Regions from separate parts of the Pan troglodytes genome. Here region 2 is linked to region 1. A link is a contact called in public HiChIP or PLAC-seq data. All regions are on one chromosome and are shown on one strand. Each heading gives the region's core, a stretch centred on a gene start, on an enhancer-like site or on the middle of the called end of the contact. The rest is flanking DNA. Distances are from core to core; before and after follow the strand shown. Region 1 overlaps PPARGC1B (PPARG coactivator 1 beta). Region 2 holds the start of HMGXB3 (HMG-box containing 3).

Evidence for each region. HiChIP or PLAC-seq counts read pairs in DNA pulled down with a chosen protein or histone mark.
Region 2: an H3K4me3 HiChIP or PLAC-seq map of stem cell-derived excitatory neurons shows a contact between it and region 1, with 3 times the contacts expected there. The contact joins the promoter of HMGXB3 here to the enhancer-like site in region 1. A contact is called at or near these places in 4 of 7 Hi-C or Micro-C datasets (blood, induced pluripotent stem cells and stem cell-derived neural progenitor cells), 1 of 1 datasets of contacts at active chromatin or transcription factors (stem cell-derived excitatory neurons) and 1 of 1 other capture datasets (stem cell-derived neural stem cells).

What each region holds. Positions count from the first base shown.
Region 1 is chr4:147,564,121-147,567,909 of NHGRI_mPanTro3-v2.0_pri, forward strand. It overlaps PPARGC1B (PPARG coactivator 1 beta), which reads left to right. Exons shown (of 12, transcript XM_003310895.5): 9 at 1,972-2,047. Among named protein-coding and RNA genes, the nearest start is that of PDE6A, 100 kb to the right of the region's middle. Within about 2 kb of position 1,856, at least 4 of the 24 cell types and tissues checked have an H3K27ac peak or open chromatin away from gene starts, as enhancers often do. A contact at or near this core is called in stem cell-derived excitatory neurons and stem cell-derived neural stem cells, where this site is marked.
Region 2 is chr4:147,724,876-147,728,664 of NHGRI_mPanTro3-v2.0_pri, forward strand. It overlaps HMGXB3 (HMG-box containing 3), which reads left to right and starts at 1,983. Exons shown (of 20, transcript XM_009449938.4): 1 at 1,983-2,458. TIGD6 (tigger transposable element derived 6) reads right to left here and starts at 2,446. Exons shown (of 2, transcript NM_001243881.4): 1 at 1,753-2,446.

The sequences.
Region 1 (3,789 bases), core at 606-3,105:
CTTGCGAAGATACCTCTTCTTCCCTTCTAAAGGGACTAGCAAAAAAAAATTTTTTTTGTTAAATAAAATGTAAAAAGACTTCAGCTTTATGTTTATACATCTACAACAGGTGTTCTTAACTGTTTGAAAACCTGATTAAAGCAAAGGCCCATCTCCATATTAAAATGTGCATACACATCTAACTGGGCATTCAATTTTAGGGGGTTTGTGGGCTCCCCGCAAACTTGTTAAGAAGCCCTAAATTTTTTGTTCCTCAAAGTGAGGTCTGCAGCAATTTCCCCAGCAAGCCCTTACTGTAGAAGCCAGGATTCGTCAGTCACAGCTGCCTTCTGCCGACCTCGCTGAGCCTCTCTTTCTGGCTCCATTCTTTCCCAGGGGGTAGCTTCTGCCCTACAGTGGTCCAATGTCAAAGGTTTGGCTTCAGCCTTGCTTTGCTGTGAGCTCTAAAGCACTCCATCTCCACATTAGGCAGTTGCCCAGGTTCTCTTCATGTTGAAATACATCCCCCAAGCTGGAGCTTCCCTGGCCTCCTTTCTCTCCTGCCCAGCTCAGAGGTGTTTGGGCTGGGCCTGCATTCATAGAATTGCCTGGGAAGAGTCGAGAACTTCTCTAGAAACCCCCATGGATTTTCCTTTTTCTCTTCTCGCTTTTGGGCCAGGTTCAGGGCTGGCTTTTTCTGCTCACTACAGAAACTTAACTGGGTAACCTGGCTCCTGCTCAGCTACCTGGCTGAGCTCAGTACCTGGTAAACCTGGTAAGATACTAATCAGCCTTCTCCAGACCTATACCAAACACTCAGCAACAGAAAGCACGTTAAGCTGGGTTAACAACACAAATCTTGAACTCCACGATACCTTCCAGGCACTCTCAGCTCTTCAGGTGGGGAAAGTCTACCAATTCTGTTGCAAAAGGGATGATAATACTATAATTAGGTAACCCTTTAAAGTTGCAAGTAATTTCCCCTCCCATTATCCTACTAGAGCTTCACAGGTGCACCTGGAGGTATCTGCTGCTTATCCCCATTTTATAGATGAGGAAGCTGAGGCTCAAAGAAATTACATAGAAAAATAAAGCAAATATTTATGGAGCAGTTCCTGGGCTAAGCATTGACATGCACTTTTAAATTTAATCCTCACAAATGGCCAAGGGATGGACACAATTGGTTATCCCTATTTTATAGATGAAGAACTGAAGTTGAGAGGGCTTCTGTAACTGGCCCAAGGTCACCGAACAGGGAGGCGGCGGGGCCAAGATTCAAACTCAAGCTGTCTGACTCACAAGCCTGTGTTCTTGTCCTCTGTGCTGTATTTGTCAGTGACTCAGACTGGATGAGTGAGGGCAGCGTGCAGGCAGGCAAGGAAGGCTGCAGGTGGGTGGCACCTGGGAGCCTGCTCGGGCTATGGGACTAATGAGCCTGATAGCTAGCCTGGAAGCATGGAGCTGCAATGGCCAGGGGCTGCTGCTTGGCTGAGGCATGAACCCAAAGGGAACAGTGGTTCTGGAATCAGAAGGACCTGCTTCTAACTTCTCTGCTTTCTGGCTTTAAGCAAATCCCATCTCAAACCTGAGCCTCAGATTTTTCATCTGGAAAATGGAGAAACATAAAACCTCATGGGGTTTTAAAAAAAATCAGGTCAAATAAGATAATAAAGCAAAAGGGCTTTTCTACCCCTAATGGCATAGAGAGGCAAGGCTCAGAATGCGGTGGGATTATAATGAGCAACACATTGGTTCCCGGTGATCCAGTCCGGAAGCAGGCAGTAGGCATGTGTCCAGATGTTCAGGCCCACACACAGCCCTGGGCCGTCGTTGCAGAAGGGGAAGCTAGGTTTCTGCGGGAGGCAGTTCCGGCTCGTGTGCCCTCGTGAACAAATCCTAAGGAAGCATCCCTTGCGTCCTGGAGCAGATCCGCCCCCACCCCCATGGTCTCTCCCGAGAGTGAGTGCCTCTGCTTTGCTTGTTCACTGACAGATGTGAGAGCAGAGGGCCGTGTTCAGACAGAACGCCAAGCATCCGGCACGCCAGGAAGCGGCGGGAAAAGGCCATTGTAAGTGATCTGGGGGCCCAGAGCCTGGAGTGAATGGGAACGGACAGGAAGTGTGTGAGGGCTTCATGGACCAAAGCCTTTTGAGGCTGGCTGGTGAGCCCCTCAGTCTTCGGCCTCTGCCTGGGGAAGAAGGGACTATGGCAGCAGCAGACAATGATATTTCTCTCATTTGAAGAGCACCAGGGTCACTAAAGGGCATCAAAGGTGGCACCATGCAAAGTTCAGCCAAGAGACTGGCCATGAGTGTGCTGTTGGTGGTGATTTAGGGCTCAGCGTCAGGGGCCTTGAGAGAGCCAAGTGGGCAGGCTGTGGTAGTGGGGAGCAGAGCCAGGCTGGCCAGGTCACAAGTCAGCCCTGCCACCACCTTCTATGTGACCGTGGGCAGGTCCCCCAGCTACCCCAAGCCTCACTTTCCTCATTTGTACGTAAGGGAGTTGGGCCTGTGCTTCCCAAGGCTTTCCCCAACTTGATCAGTGCCAAGAGACCAAGAGAGCTTGTCCCTTCCTCCCCACCCACCTCCCTAATGCCTTCCCAGAGTTAGTCCACAGGCCCTGGCCTTCTGGCTTTGCCTGGTGACCCTACTGCAAAGCTCCCCACAGAGAAAACACATCAGGGGCCTGGAGTGGGGAGCTGGAGCTGGCCAGCTAGGCTGTGTCACTAGAAGGGAAGGAGGAAAGTAGGATGGAAACACAAAAAGACAAACAGACTCCTGCTGGGTCTCTCCCATGTGATGTGGCACTTCAGGGAGGAGGGGCACACAGGAGGTATGCATACCCTAGAGGTGCACAGCTGTCTGCACACAGGTCCTTAAAACCGTGGACTGTGCATGGAGCATCTTCTTGGAGTCTGGGTCTGGTCATTCAGCAGTTACAGGCCTAGCACAGTTCTGGGCGTTGGAGGACAGCAATGAACAAGAGGGATGAGGCCCCCCTTCTGGCTGAACGGAAGGGAGAGAGAGATAATAGACTCGTAAACAAAGGAATAAACAATGTAATTACAGATTGGGATAAGCACTGTGAAATTAGTAATGTGCAATTTGTAACAATCTGAAGTAAACAGGACTGTTGAGGAGGATGTGTTTATGGGGTGGCCAGGGAAGGGCACCTTCAGGGAGCTGGGCCCTGATTGATGAAAAGGAGCAACCAAGCGAAGACTCAGGGGGACAGGTGTTTGGAGCAGTGGCAGAAAGGAGCTTTATGAATTCAAGAAGCTGCAAGGAGAGTGGGAGGAGGGGATTTCTCTGTTGAGCTGAGCTTGGACGTCGTGTGTCGTGGGATGTACAGTTCCCCTGACTGTTGACGACGGAGTCCTGTTTGTGGACCCGCCACCTGGGTTTTCTTCCTTGGCATGTGTAGTACGTGGGTGGGATGGCTGGAGCATCACTGGCTATAACCTGTTTCCAGAGCAAGCCTGTCCAGGACAAGAAACTGTGTGTTTTTCCTATGGGAAGACAGATTTCCAGGAACAAGCCTGCAGTTTCTCTCGCAGGTCAGAGTGACTTGTCCAATAGCAGTGGCTTCAACCAGATCAAATCACAGATCTGAGAGGAGGGGAAGGGGAGTTCCAGTCTGGACTTTCTCCCACCCCTTCCCTCTGCTAGGCTGTTCTGGGCACCCACTGGCATAGCATGGAACTCTCCTGAAGGTGACGCCTTGGTGACAGTGTCTATACTGTGGCTTCAGCCACTTTGCCCAGGCAAAACCAATATCCCTGATGCCCCCACCTCATTACCCTTCCTTCCA
Region 2 (3,789 bases), core at 733-3,232, 160 kb after region 1:
TCCCTTCTCAAGGGTAGATTTTTACTATCACCTCTATACATGTATCCATCCATTCATGACATGTACTATGTATAAAGCAGTATGCTTGATGCCAGCCATACAGAGATGAATGGAGCATAGTGCCCACCTTTGAGGAGCCTACCAGGGAAGACAAACACTAGAGCATGTGAAAACTAAATCAGAGGTTACGGAGTACTACTGGAACATAAAAGTGCAGATAATCAACTGGAATGGAGCATGGATGGGCAGTGCACTTCAAAGAGGGAATAATATGGTGGGCCTTAAAGAATAAACAAATAGGAACTCATGAGATGAAAGGAAATATTTAACATGAAAGGCAATGAAATACTATATAGGAAATAGAATGTCCTGGTCAGGAACAAAAAATTCTTTGGAGAAGAAAGCAAGGACCAAATCACAGGAAGTCCTAGTTAGGTTTCTAGCTTGCTTTGGGGGCATTAAGAGGCTTTTGACGGTTTTTTGGTTTTGTTTTTCTGGAATGACATGATCAGATTTACAATACAGTCTTTTGGTTGCAGGGTAGAGAACCTAATGGGTAAAGTTGATTTTCCTAAGAGATGGCCTTAAATCTGAAGATAAAAGCAGGCTAAACAGTTTGGATGTTAATTTGAGTGCAATAGGAAGCTACTGAAGGATTTTAAGGAAGGAGAGATGACTGCTGTGTAAAGAATGGAAGGGTATCAGAGAAAAAAGCAGGAGTCCACATGAGATAATGGTGGCTTGGATTAGAGTAGTAATAGAGAGATGGTGAGTAGTAGTCAGTCTGGGGCTGTTTTTGCAAGCCCTGTGCTGGACCGGATGTGAGGTGAAGGAGGAGTCAAGGATAACGCCCAGGTTTCTGGTTTGAGCACTGAGGAATCCAGCGGATGATGGTGCCATTTACTGAGGTGGGAGGATCTACTGCGTAAACCTCATTTGTTAAGCACTTTACATGCTTAATATTGCTTACTTGTGGCAGGGCTGGGATTCAAACCCAGGAGGCTCACAACAAAGCTAGCACTCCAAACACTACAGAGTGCTAGATAGCTGGTTCTGGGAACTACTAATATTGAGAGGAGACATAGAAAGAGAATGAAGCAAGAGCCAAATCAGACAAGTCTTGGTCAAGCTAAGACGTCTGAATTTTATTTTAAGTGAATGAGACACTGGAGGGTTTTAAGCAGGGAGTGACTTGATCAGACTTACAGTGCAAAATGATCAATCTGACTGCTTCGTGGAGAATAGATTGTAGAGGGGATGTGGGGAGAACTACATCAGTCCAGGCAGGAGATGATGGTGGCTAGAAGGTTGGTGATGGCGGTAGATGCAGAGAAGTAGGCAGACTGGAATACAGTGAGGGTTGTGCGGGAACTTGTACAAATGTGGACAACTTGTGACACTGGAGAGAAAGGACAATCCAATCCAATCCCTATTTGATTTACGGAGGCTCTCCATACGGTCATTCAGCTCAGCTTGAGTCACTCCAGGAACTCACTACCATCACTATTCGTGGGCCAGTGGGAGAGACGGATTGAGGGCAGATCACTGGAGTGATGAAGGCGCTACTTGATGCGGCACTACGTATGAACCCGATCCTGAATGAGAGGGAAAGACTGAGACAGGCTGAGGTCAGGCCTTGAACGTCGTGCTGAGGAGGGGGTGGTATTGTAGGCTTCCCAGCGCCCGACGTGGCTCTGAAAGGTGAGGCGGGGCCTAGATCCCTCACGCTCAGCACAGCCCCGCCCCCGTTACCTGAACGCCCCACAGCAGTGCCCGGGGTCTGAGCGGCCGGGGCGTCCCACCGCCGGCAGCTACAGCTTCCTCCTCCGCCCGGGACCTCTGGCCGGAAGCAGTCCGTTCGCCTTACTAGACCCCCTCCAAGCCTTTGAGCAGTTCGTGTGGGTCCGCCCCCAAGCTAGGGCTGGGCTGTTGCGCTTGCGCCAGGGGTCGCATGCAGTCACGCGCCGCCGACCGCTTCCGGTGCGCCGCGAGGGCCGCCGGGACGGGTCTCCCTGGCGATCCGTGGTGTGCCGCTCCTGCCGGTGCAGCCGCCAAACCGGTGCCTCGGTGACGACCGTGTCCCTGCCGTCTTCCTCGAGCTCCCCGGGGCTTGACCCCCGGGGCCCTCGGCAGGCATCGGTGAGGAGCCTGCGGAGCGAACCTGTGCTCCTATTCTTGCCCTTCAGGACCCCATATCGCGACTCCGAGGAGGGGAAGCGAGAGGGGCTGTCGCGACTCCGCGCCGTGTGTCGCCGGGCGGGGCCGCGGGGCCGGGGCTCCTTCAGCCCCCGGGATGCGCGCGCGAGCCCTCGCCTCCACTTCCTTGTTGCTGCTGTCACGACTGGAGCCGCCTCTCGCCGACAGCGGGGAGCGCGAGTGCGCCAGCCATCCCCCTCGTCGAGCCGCCGGGCCAAGCGCCTCCGGGAATGTGAGCGGCGCAGCTTGCACGCTCCTCCGGGTAAGTCCCGCCTTCGAGGGCCGCGCCGAGCCGCTGGGCGACCTCGAGTTGGATGCTGCGGCTCTCTGAGCCTCTACTGAGTCTTCCACAAAGTAGGGCCACTGAGCCTTAGTGTCCTCCTTCCGCAATCCGTATGGGACATTCGGATGTCCCAGACGTCTTAGCTTGACCAAGACTTTGTCTGGTTTGGCTCTTGCTTCATTCATGACCCAGAATGAGGGAAAGGAGCTAGCCCAGAGTCAAACTGTGGCCCATGGCTGAGCCCTCAAAGGCCATCTCGTGAGATTCCAAGGAGGATCTGATGGGACAGAGAAAGTGTCTCGCATATTTCAGGTATTGACCTTAACTCTGTTTTACAGATGAAATAACGGAGACTTAGGGTAAGTGGATTTGCTTAAGGTCAGAGGTCCCCGTGCTGGTGCGACTGGTGTAGCCTGTACTAGAACCCGGATTTTCTGTCCTCTAGAGCCCTTCGTTTTTAACCTTAAATTGTCCTGCCTCGAGTCTGATAACAAACTTGTACTCAGGCTTAGAACAGGGTAATAAAACAAACAAAACCGTAGGGTGTTGTCTTCCTGCCCTCAGCCCAAGGTGGCTGTAATGACTGTTTCCTAACCCGTTTTGCGCAGGGTGCTTAGTACCCTATATGCCATTCATTACAGATGCTCTCCTGCAGTTACTGCCCTTCTCCACAAGGCTTTCAGCCGCCCAGAAGTCAATTCAGGGCAAAAAAGCGCAGTCCCCACGTAGCCTTGATTTGAACTACTGCTTCCCTTATCCTTTACTGGCCTATTGCTTACCCAGCCAAGTTGTAGACTGTGTTCTCTTCCTGGGTTGCACTATGGCAGTTAGAATGTAGGTTTTTGTTTTGTTTTTCTTTGTTAGTTTAGTTTTTGTTTTTAATAGGAAGAGGAATCATTTAGAGATGACAGAGAACTAGGAAGAACCTAAGGAATAATGTGTGCTTTACCTGGGGTATATCCTGAAAATTATAGGTGAAATACAGTGTGTCTGCAATTTCTAGGAGAGGTTTTTTGTTGTTGTAGTTGTTTGTTTGTTTTTTTAAGCTTTCGCAACATTGTCAAAAGAATAGGATTCTTGCCTCCAAAATACTAGGAGCCACTGGGTTCATCCTTTTCTCACAGTAGAAACAGTTGAAATTTAGGATGTGGAATAGACTTCTCTGAGATCATAAGGTTAGAGTTTAGGTCTCTTGACTCCACATGCAGTGCTCATTATACCTTATTTGTGGAGTGAGGTCTAAATGAGAGGTGTGTGGGCTTTGTACTGCACGTATCAGTCCCATATTTACCACCACAACTGCCTCTTCC